Regions from separate parts of the Mus musculus genome. Here region 1 is linked to region 2. A link is a contact called in public HiChIP or PLAC-seq data. All regions are on one chromosome and are shown on one strand. Each heading gives the region's core, a stretch centred on a gene start, on an enhancer-like site or on the middle of the called end of the contact. The rest is flanking DNA. Distances are from core to core; before and after follow the strand shown. Region 1 overlaps Il22ra1 (interleukin 22 receptor, alpha 1). Region 2 has its middle 21 kb from the start of Syf2.

Evidence for each region. HiChIP or PLAC-seq counts read pairs in DNA pulled down with a chosen protein or histone mark.
Region 1: a contact with region 2 is called in an HNF4G HiChIP or PLAC-seq map of pancreatic cancer cells. The contact joins two enhancer-like sites. A contact is called at or near these places in 2 of 39 promoter capture datasets (hippocampal neurons and neutrophils) and 1 of 115 datasets of contacts at active chromatin or transcription factors (pancreatic cancer cells).

The regions. Positions count from the first base shown.
Region 1 is chr4:135,742,084-135,747,404 of GRCm38.p6, forward strand. Il22ra1 (interleukin 22 receptor, alpha 1) reads left to right here. Exons shown (of 7, transcript NM_178257.2): 5 at 2,603-2,741. Among named protein-coding and RNA genes, the nearest start is that of Myom3, 15 kb to the right of the region's middle. Within about 2 kb of position 3,733, at least 23 of the 459 cell types and tissues checked have an H3K27ac peak or open chromatin away from gene starts, as enhancers often do. A contact at or near this core is called in pancreatic cancer cells, where this site is marked.
Region 2 is chr4:134,948,885-134,954,649 of GRCm38.p6, forward strand. No RefSeq gene overlaps it. Among named protein-coding and RNA genes, the nearest start is that of Syf2, 21 kb to the left of the region's middle. Within about 2 kb of position 1,902, at least 78 of the 459 cell types and tissues checked have an H3K27ac peak or open chromatin away from gene starts, as enhancers often do. A contact at or near this core is called in pancreatic cancer cells, where this site is marked.

The DNA.
Region 1 (5,321 bases), core at 2,483-4,982, 800 kb after region 2:
GTTCGCCACCACCGCCCGGCTCTATTTGTGTTTTTTCTACATGTGTATGTGCAAAATGTGCGCGGGTGCCAAGGTACAAGTATAGCGGTCAGAGGACAATGGGCAGGAGTTTGTTCTCCCCTCCCTCCATGTGGATTCCTGGGAATTGAACTTAGATCCCCAAGCTTAGCAGCAAGCACTTTTCCCGCTGAGCCATCTTGCCTGCCCTCATTTACTCATTGTCAGCATATTTTCTTTTACTTCTCTGAATACAGTTTTACAGTTGATTTTAAAATTATTACACGTTGAGCCCAGCCCTCTGGTCTTGTGAGGGATCACATATCTTGCTTTCCTTGCACATTTTGCATTGTGTCCTGAATATTATGAATGTCATGATGAAGTGACTGGATTATGTTATAAGCTCCAAAGGATGTGTATTAGTCTTTTGCTCTTTTGGATTTGGTTATGTTGTTTGTTTGTTTGTTTGTTTGTTTGTTTGTTTGTAAGTAACAAAGTCTTCTGTTGCAACCCAGGCTAGCCTGAAACTCGTTATGTAGCTAAGGTTGGCCTCGAACTGGCAGCAATGCACTATCTCCACCTCCTAACTGCGGCCACGCCTAACGCTCTGTGGTGCTTCAGAACATGGCTGAACGGCAGGCTCTGACATCCCCATTTGGCCCTTTAATTTTATTTAGGCTTCGAGGCTGCCTCGTGCATGCAGTATGCATCTGAAGGCATTAAGGGATAGAGCTGAGTTCACACAGAGAACCTGGGCCTCCTCCACAGGGCATTCCTGTCTAAGGTTGGCCCCTCATTTTCCAGATACTGTGGTCACCCCAAACTCTGTCCTCTGATTATTCCAAACCAGTAAGATGGCATGGCCTTTAGGCTTCAGCCACCCCATAAAGTGTGGGCTGGAATCTGCCTTCAGGATAAAAGACATTTAAAAGTTTTCCGAGCAGTTATTCCTCCCTTATCTCCCAGAATTCCCTCTGTTGTTGCTTATTCTCCAACACCTTTAGACAGTTCCCCCTCCCCCATTTTGGTCGTTTTATTAATTGCCTTTTCATAACTATGACCAACATCCTGACAGGATAACTTAAACGGGAGAGTTTTGCCATTGCACTCATAGTTCCAGAGGACTCGGTCTGTGGAGCTGGCACTTGGGCAGAATTCATGGTGGCAGGAAAGTATGGCAGAGAAGGCTTTTCATACACGGAAAACAGAAAGCAGAGAGAGGAGCAGCAGGACTGGAGAGATGGCTCAGTGGTTAAGAGTATGGACTGCTCTTCCAGTGGTCCTGAGTTCAGTTCTGAGCACCCAAGTCAGGTGGCTCACAACTGCTGGTAAGAACAGCTCCAATGGAGCCCGGCTTTCAAAGACACCTGCATCCAGGTGTGCATGTACCAACCTCCCTCCTTAAACCTTGGCCCCTTGCATCCTGAGAAGAGAAAGCACAGCCGAAACACAGAGTTTAAAGCAAGAATAGAGCCCTGCTCCTTTAAGAGAAGCTGTTAGCACAGAGGGTGAGTGGGGGCAGAGCAAGGACTGCTTTGAGCTTCGACCTCCAAGATGAGGGAAACTGGATGCTGTGGAGAGAATCTGAGAACAGGAAGCAGGCATGGGGTTGGGTTTGGGAACATGCCATGTGGAGGAGCCTGCCTGGTACCACCCAAAAGGGGATTGTCTCGTTCATCAGAAACCCTTCAGGGTCATCCATCAGTAGCCAGAGGCCACAAGTTCAAACGAGATCGTTTAGCGACCAGAGAGAGGAAGATGGGTGAAGAGTTCAGCCTTCCTGGAGCCTTGAGCCAGGCAGCAGCTATGGATGGGGGTTTGATGTTGCCCTGTGAATATGTGCCTAGCAACCGAGGCTCCGAAGGAGAGCCCTGTAAATCTAGAAGCTTTTACAAAGCTCATGCCAAGATGAATGTGCCAGTGGACAGGGACCAAGCCAGAGATGAGTGACCAGCAAGGGGCCACAGCAGAGCCCAGGCTAGAGAGAGCCCAGGCTAGAGAGAGCAGGTCAGATCAGGCAGAGGGTAAAGGAACGTAAGAGTGGGGGCAGGGTTAATGATGGAGGAGGCAGGGGAGAGGTGGGTGGGGACGATGGTGGCAATCACGATGGGATGTCCATACAGCAGCTGGTGTCCACAGGCAGTCGCAATGTGACAGGCCAGGTTCTATGAGAGGCTTTGAAGAGCTTGATGGCTTATTGAACTGAGGATAAAAGAAGACCAGAGAGCAGAAGTGTGTGTGTGTGTGTGTGTGTGTGTGTGTGTGTGCATATGCACGGTGTGTGTATATGCACGGTGTGTGTATGTGTGCGTGCATGTCTGTGTATGAGTCTGTGTATCTGTCTATGTGTCTGATTTTGTCTGTCTGAGTGGGTCTGTGTGTCTGATTTTGACTGTCTGAATGTGTGTGTGTCTATGTGTCTGTTTTTGTCTGTCTGAGTGTGTGTATGTGTGTCTGTGTGTCTATGTGCGTGTCTGTGTGTGTGCTTTTTTGTCTGAGTGTGTCTGTGTGTCTGTTTTTGTCTGAGTGTGTATGTGTGTGTGTGTGTGCGTGCATCTGTGTGTCTGTGTCTGCGCAATCATCCTGGGTTCTCTGTACATTTCAGCACCTTGAAGGCAAACAGAGAGAATACGAGTTCCTTGGCCTGACTCCCGACACAGAGTTCCTCGGCTCCATCACAATTTTGACTCCGATATTGTCCAAGGAAAGTGCCCCCTACGTGTGCCGAGTGAAGACGCTGCCCGGTGAGTTCAACTGAGGCCATGCAAGGAGGATTCCTGCGTGCACAGCTTAACCCCACTCCTCCCTCCCTGTAACCAGGGGGATGCTTAGCGGTGCTCTGAGAACCCTTGGAGATTGGTGGTATCATATTAAGATTGATGTTTGTTTATCCATAGCTGAGCCGTCTGATGAGCTCACTTAGAGAATGTTTAATCACCTCTCTCAGCCAACGCCTGGATTTTTCTCCTCTTTGTGTAAACTCTGGCAAAGCAAACATATATATTACCAACTCAAGGAGCATACAGTGGTGGGTGGAGGTATGGGGGTGAGGATAGAGAGGATAAAATGATCCTCATTGTCTTCAAAGCCAAGGAACCATACTGGTGATGATGAAGGCTCGTGTTTCTGCCAGGCTGACCAGAGAGCACACTAGGAGCCACGACTCCCGCACAGTCTGGCAGGCGGGCACTTCAATCACCTCCATTCAACAGACTGGGGGTATGGCTCTGTGACAGAGCACAAGCAAGGTTTGGGGTTCCATTCCCAACAATGGAAAGCAAAAACTCACAAAAGCCCCCTCTCTCAGAGGAGCGTCTGTTCTTTGGTTAGGCTTATGTTCCCAAGCAAGTGAAGACTTGTGACCCTTCAAGCTGTCAGTTAGGGTAGGACGGTGATGTCAGGGGGCAGGGATGTCTATGAGGATAGGGGAGGGGGCACCCAACCCATCGTGTTCAGGTGACTTCCACCAATCACAGTCTACCTTGGAACTCAGTTTGAGACCTGCACAGCAGTGCATGGTCCTGGGTGGAAAGCGGTCCCTGTCCTCAGCTTTATCCAGAAACTCAGCCCATGCGAGCCCACAAGACACTGGCTACTCTGCCTGAATCCCAGGGCACTCTCTGGCAGGAGGAGAGCCAACCTTGGCCGAAAGCACGAGACATGCCCTGCCCTCGTGAGGGACCCAAGCACCAGAATAGAACCTGGCAGGCAGGGGGATGGGAACAGAAAGCACTCTGTGGGTGCCAAGCTGGGGCGCTTCTAATGCGATCTTTGACCTTCACCCTGACCTCGTTAGATATGTGTCACCTGTCCCCAGGCAGCCGGACCCCACCCTGTTTCTGGATGGCAGACAGGCCACTCCTCACCCACCCTCCACACAAAGGGACTGGGACCTTGACCCACGAGAGCTGGCCTGAACTGTCACACAGGTTTTGTTTGGGTTTAGATTTTTTTTGTCGTTGTTGTTTTAAGACAGGCTTTCCCTTTGTAGCCCAGGCTAGCCTCCAGCTTCTGATCCTCCTGTCTCAGCCTCCTAAGGACTGACCTCAGTCTTAGTCTAGGCTTTGCCTCTGCCCAGATCCCAGAACCCTTTGCTTTAATTTCTCAAGGATGCCTGGGAGTTACAGAATATCATCCCAGCATCTTGGTGGAGGAAAGGGTTTCAGAGTTGTTTCACCTCATCTTTTTTTTTTTTTAACAACTGAGGAAACAGAGGCATGATTGTACAATGTCTGTGGGGATATGCTCTGGGGTGGCACTCATCCACTGAGGAGCTGTGTGACCTTTGGCAAGTCACTGAACCTCTCTGGGAGTCAGCCTTGTTGCTGGGAAGAGAAGAACATCCCAGTCCCTTTGTGTGTTCTGTGATTCGCCGGGCGAGCCTCAGCATGCAGGAAAAACTCAATAACCAACCACAGGCAATCAGTACAGATGCTGGACCAGAGAGGGCTGCACAGCAGGGGGATGCTCAGAGTGGATGTCGCTGTTCCTCAGCTTCAAGTTGTCATTATTTCCCACCCTGACTGAAATGGCATGATTTTTCTTGCTGTAGCAATGACAAGGGTGCCAGTGACTGACAGGGGTGCCAGTGACAGGGGCCAGCCCATGACTTCAGTCTGACCCAGATCCCCCACCCCCAAGGACCTGGACTGGAGGAAGCTAAAGATCACGGTTCTGAGATCTCAGTGACTCCCTCACTGAGGCCAGCTGGAGTTACGGGGGGGGGGGGGTCATGAAAAGAAGGAGGCAACATGGGAGAGGGCAGGACCCCAGATAATGTAAACATCTGGTCACTAGAGCTCCACTAGCCTCTCCCTCCCAAGCCCTTCCAAGTGCCATTCAGACTGACGGCAGGACAGGTCGTGACAAGAGCCCTCTGTGCCTGTCCCGAGACAACGGGGAGACACAGAGTCAGAAGCGCCAGTCCTCCACCACAGAGTCAGAGTGTCAGCACCATTCAGCCTTCCGCGCTTTTCAGAGGCTGGTACCTCTCTAGGCCCCTTCCTCCAACGCCGAGCTCCTTACCTTACACAGACAGAGGACACCGGTCCTCCTCAGTCTACCCTCTAACCCCTGTTGGAGGAGCAGGATGCTCCTCAGACCCTAGCTGCAGGGGACCCAGCCTGCTCACCACCCTCCTTCCTGAAGCTCTTCCTCTGACACACATGATGGAAAAGCCCCTAGCAACGGCAAGTGACAGAGCCATCAGGACAGTGACTCTCAACTTTCCTAACACTATGGTCCTTTAAAACAGGTCCTCATGCTGTAATGACCCACAGCCATAAAAATTATCTCATTGATACTTTGTAACTATAATTTTGCTA
Region 2 (5,765 bases), core at 652-3,151:
GACTGGGGTTCAGGTCCCCATAAAAGTTGGGTGGGTGTGGCATCTGCTTTAATCCCAGCAGCTGGGAGGGGAGACAAGATGCCTAGTGAGCAGAGCTTACTGAGAGAGTTTATTGAGAGAGCATGCCACGCCTCAGTAAATAAAGCGGAGAGCAATGGAAGAAGCCACCTAACATCAGACTTTGGCTCCACAGGCACATACATGTGTGTGCTCACACACATGCAGATACTCATACATGCGTGCATATTACACACATGCACTGTTTAAAAAAGTTACCTAGGCTGGGTAGTAGTGGCATGCCTTACTCCCAGCATTTAGGAGGCAGAGGCTGGTGGATCTTAGAGTTCGCCGCCAGCCTGGTCTACAGAGTGAGTTCCAGGACAGTCAGGGCTACTCAGAGAAACCCTGTCTCAAAAAAAAAAAAAAGAAAAAAAGTTACCTAGGCTAGCTTTGAATATGATAAATAATCCATCTGTCCTTTTTTACTTTGCGTGTATATGTAGGCACGTGTGTCATGGGATACTTGTAGAGGTGTGAGGACAACTTGTGGGAACTTTCCTTCCATCATGTGAGTTGTGAGGGTGGGTCTCCGGCTGATCTTGGACTGAGCCAAGCCAGGCAGTCAGAGCCCTGTCTACCCGCAGGCTCCTTCCACCTTGAAGGTCTAATTGTGCTAGCTTGGTTTTTCTTTTCTAGGCTGGCCGCTGGGCTTTGCAGTCTTATTTAAGTTCTGATATTATTATCCTTCCTAGTAGGACCCTAATTAATTAATCATATAGAATCGGTTCCCCATTTAGCCCATTAAGTTATATGAGAGGAGCCAGAAGCTTCTATAAGGTGTGGCAGTGGCCGGCTGTGGGCATGGACCAACCATCTCTGAGACATGGGGCATAGGGGTCAAAGGTGAGAGGTCTGTCTTTAGAATTGGGGTACCTGCAATTTGTCCTGATGGGGCTATGTGAAGGAAATTAGATAAAAAATGAGACGAAGTTCAGGTTTTAGTTTTTAGCCTTGGCTGCCTTAGGTCTGGGCTCTTGAGTCTACCCTGAGGATGGCTTTGGCTGGGAAAAGTCTCTCAGTGCCACCAACAGACATCTTATTCCTGGTGTTTGGGGAGTGTTGATGGGTGAATCCACAGAAGACCCCTTAGGAAAGAACCTGTGGGCAACCAGGAAGCAGACTCCCCCCAGCCCCTCGCTCCGCTGCTCACAGGTGGAAAGTGTAGGCAATTAGACCCCTTCAAGGGGCAGAAAGTGCTTGGTCACGTGATCTTCAGGGAGGAGGAAGCCCCCGTACTCAGAGGATGCACGCTTTGCACAGTGTATTTATTTATTAAAGATTTATTTATTTATTATATCTAAGTACAATGTAGCTGTCTTCAGATGCACCAGAAGAGGGCGTCAGATCTCATTATGGATGGTTGTGAGTCACCATGTGGTTGCTGGGACTTGAACTCAGGACCTCTGGAAGAGCAGTTAGTGCTCTTACCCGCTGAGCCATCTCTCCAGCCCTGACTTGGGCAATTTCTTACTGAATTAACTGGTCTCTTCATGGGCTCCTGAGAACCTGTCCCCAGTGAGGGACCTCCAGAGGAAAGGGCTGGGGAGTAGCCACAGTGTCTGCTGGCTGGGCAGGTCTGTGGGACCCTGCGCACAGTGGGACTGGGATTTGGAGCTGAGACTCAAGGGCTAATCCCTGGGCACACATCTTATTGTCCCTGAACTGAGGCTCTTTACAGAGGTCTCAGTGCCACCATCTGCTACTCTGAACTCCCTGAGCCCGCCAGAGCTCGGTTACCACATGGTGTTTGCTTATTTGAGAGGCTTTTCTGCAGATGCCCTGGCCTGGATGGCTGGCTGGCCGCTGACAGTTATTTTTGTTCTGTGTGTATGCTGCCCCCCTTTGGCGCCTCTCTGTAGGACTTGGGGGGGGGGGAACACATTGAGAGCAGGCCAGGTCCTTGGAGGCTCAGACTGGAGCTGGCCCCTCACATTCATGCTGCCTGTCAGAGCTGTCTTCCAATGCCTGCCAGGTGGCCCCGTCCAGGAGCATGCCCAACAGCTGCAGAAAGCAGGCTGGGCCAGGCAGGTTCAGCCCACAGACGGAGGGAGGCAAATTGCTTCTGAAGGAAACACGGAAATAACTGGTAATGACTCCTGCCTGGCCTCTGCTGGCATCGCTCCCAATCTGGCGAAAGACTTCAGACGGATTTCTACTGTTCCGGATTTGGCCAATCCAGAAGAACCCTTTTATTTTAAAAATTTATTGATTGATTGATTTTTAGATCCTACATAAATATATTTTCCTTCAGGTTGGTACCTTTGTATAATTAGGACTCATTTAACCTCACTCTTTTAAAAATTTGTTTATTTTTATTTTATGTGACTCATGTGTGCTGTTTTTAAAATGAATGTATGCATGTGTATCATGTATGCACGTGGTGTCCTTGGAGGTCAGAAGATGTTGGGTGTCTGACCCCTGACACTAAAATTATGGGTGGTGGTGAACCACTATAGGGGTACAGGGAACTCAACCTAGGGCCTCCGCAAGAACAGGGCCCTTAACCACTGGGCCATTTCTTTGGCTTCTTGTTGCCTTCTCTTTAAAGTCAGGGGACTTTGAAGGTGGCCTCCTTTGCTGTCTCAGAGTCTTGTATTAGAGAGGGAGTGAGAACTGGTGATGAGAGCAGGTGGAGCACAGCCACAGTGCTCCTGGTGATGGGGGCAGGTGGAGCACAGCCACAGTGCTCCTGGTGATGGGGGCAGGTGGAGCACAGCCACAGTGTTCCTGGTGATGAGGGCAGGTGGAGCACAGCCACAGTGCTCCTGGTGAGGGGAGCAGGTGGAACACAGCCACAGTGCTCCTGGTGTGGGGAGCAGGTGGAGCACAGCCACAGTGCTCCTGGTGAGGGGAGCAGGTGGAGCACAGCCACAGTGCTCCTGGTGAGGGGAGCAGGTGGAGCACAGCCACAGTGCTCCTGGTGAGGGGAGCAGGTGGAGCACAGCCACAGTGCTCCTGGTGTGGGGAGCAGGTGGAGCACAGCCACAGTGCTCCTGGTGAGGGGAGCAGGTGGAGCACAGCCACAGTGCTCCTGGTGTGGGGAGCAGGTGGAGCACAGCCACAGTGCTCCTGGTGAGGGGAGCAGGTGGAGCACAGCCACAGTGCTCCTGGTGTGGGGAGCAGGTGGAGCACAGCCACAGTGCTCCTGGTGAGGGGAGCAGGTGGAGCACAGCCACAGTGCTCCTGGTGAGGGGAGCAGGTGGAGCACAGCCACAGTGCTCCTGGTGAGGGGAGCAGGTGGAGCACAGCCACAGTGCTCCTGGTGAGGGGAGCAGGTGGAGCACAGCCACAGTGCTCCTGGTGATGAGAGCAGGTGGAGCACAGCCACAGTGCTCCTGGTGAGGGGAGCAGGTGGAGCATGTGCTCCTGGTGATGTCCTTCCCACAGGGAGAAAGTTCCAGAGAAATGTCCCTCTGTCAACCCACAGTGACACAAAGGACTGGCCTCCTGTGTGTGCTTGAGTGCATGTGCATGTGTGTATATGTGCCTGCACATGTGTGTGTGTGTGTGTGTGTGTGTGTGCATGCATGTGTGCATACTGTGTATATGTGTCTGTGTGTGCATTTGTGGGCATGTGTCTGTGTGTCATGTGCATGTGTGTGTGCATGTATGTATGCATACTGCGCATGTGTGCTTGCATGTGTGTGCATACTGTGCATACATGTGTGCATACTGTGCATATGTATCTGTACAAGCATGTGTGTGCATGTGTCTGTACTGTGTAAGTGTGTGTATGTATGTGTGCATACCATGCATGTGTATGTGCATGTATGTGTGTATATGTGCCTGCATGTGTTTGTGTGCATGTATGTGTGCATACTGTGCATGTGTGGATATGTATGTGCATGCATGTACATATATGCATGTGCATGTATGGATATGTGTGCATGTGTAGGTCAGAGGTTGATGTTAGGTATCTTCTTTTACCACACCCTCTTTTTTTATTATTAATTTATTTTACTTGTATATGTGTGTGCCTATGTGAGTTATGTTCACCATGGGTGCTGACAAAGCCAGAGGGCATCCCAGACTAGGGTCCTCTGCAAGACAGTAAGTGCCCTTAACTGATGGTGTCTCTGCAGCTCTCCATTTGATTTTACTTTGAGACAGGGTTCACTGATTCAGTTAGCCTGGCTGGACAGCAAGACCCAGACATGCCTCTGCCTCCCCAGCAGTGGGGTACCAGGCGCACACTGCTGCGCTCAGTTGCTTAGGTAGCAGTTGGAGAGCTGAACACAGGCTGTCTTGTGGAGGAGGGTTTATATGCAGGGGTGAGCACTACATGTATGTAGTGCCCACAGAAACCAGAGAGGGCGTCAGACTCCCAGGAACTGGAGTTACAGGTAGTCGTGAGCTGCTATGTGGGTGTTGAGCCATCTCTCCAGAAAACATTTTCTTTTTTCTTTTCTTTCTTTCTTTCTTTCTTCCTTCCTTCCTTCCTTCCTTCCTTCCTTCCTTTCTTTCTTTTTCGAGACAGGGTTTCTCTGTATAGCCCTGGCTGTCCTGGAACTCACTTTGGAGACCAGGCTGGCCTCGAACTCAGAAATCAGCCTGCTTCTGCCTCCCGAGTGCTGGAACATTTTATTTTCTTAACAAAACAAAACAAAACATTTTAAAGTGGAAATGGTGGCAAGTGACTTTAATTCCAGGGATCAGGAGGCAGAGGCAAGGGGATTTCTGTCAGTTCAGGGTCAATAAAATCTACACACTGAGACCTTGCACTAAATAATTGCATTTTATTATTAATTAACTTGTGCATGCGTGAGTGCGCTTGCGTGTATGTGTATGCTCGTGCATGTGTGCGTGCATATGTGTGTTCGTGTGTGTGTGTGTGTGTGTGTGTGTGTGTGTGTGTGTGTGTGTGTGTACTGGGTGGGCATGCAAGTGCCATAGTTCACATGTGAACGGAAGTCAGAGGACAACTTTCAGGACTCCCTGTGGGCTGCAGGGGCTGAGTTCAGGTTGTCAAACCTGGAGGCAAGCATCCTTACCCACTGGGACTTCTCCTTCTTCCCTGGAATTCTCCATATGTTCTAGCTCCAAAGCTGCAGATCCCCTGAAACCTGGGATGCAGTGGCAGGCAGCCTGGGTTGCCATTCACCATGGGTGTCCCTTTCTCTCAGCTTTTCCCAGTTTTCTTGCCCCTGTGCCATGCAGTGTTCGAGGGTCTTTGTGTTGTGGTTACGGGGAACTTCAATCTCTGTAAAGGAGACCCAGTGGCTTTGTTCTTTAATCTCCAGGATGATGCAGGACCAGGCTTTGGCTCCTGATCTCAGGCCTGTCTCTCCTCCTACCCCAAGCTGCTCAGCATTTTGAGTCTCTGATTCCTTGCTAGAAGGGCCGACAGCATGCCTCTGGCTGCTTCGGTCAGCACATGGCTTGCCATTGAACTTGGGATCAATACCTCCTGCTTTGCTCCTTAACTGGAACTCAGCTGCAGACAGCGGAGTCAGCCTTATGGTTTCAGCCTCATGTTGTAAGGGTTTGTTACAGAGCCTTCCGAGTCAATTCCACTGGGGCTTTGGTGACAAACCGCTCTGGCTGGGTCGGGTTGTTTACAGTGTGCACCAGGGCCTTTGATGGAATTACAGCTTCTGCGCTGTGCCGGCTGTCCCTCCGCCTCTCTCCACATGGAGAGAGCTGGAACCAGAAGGGAATGTGTGTCTGGACAGCCTCGACCCCGCGTGCCCACATGCTGCCGTGTC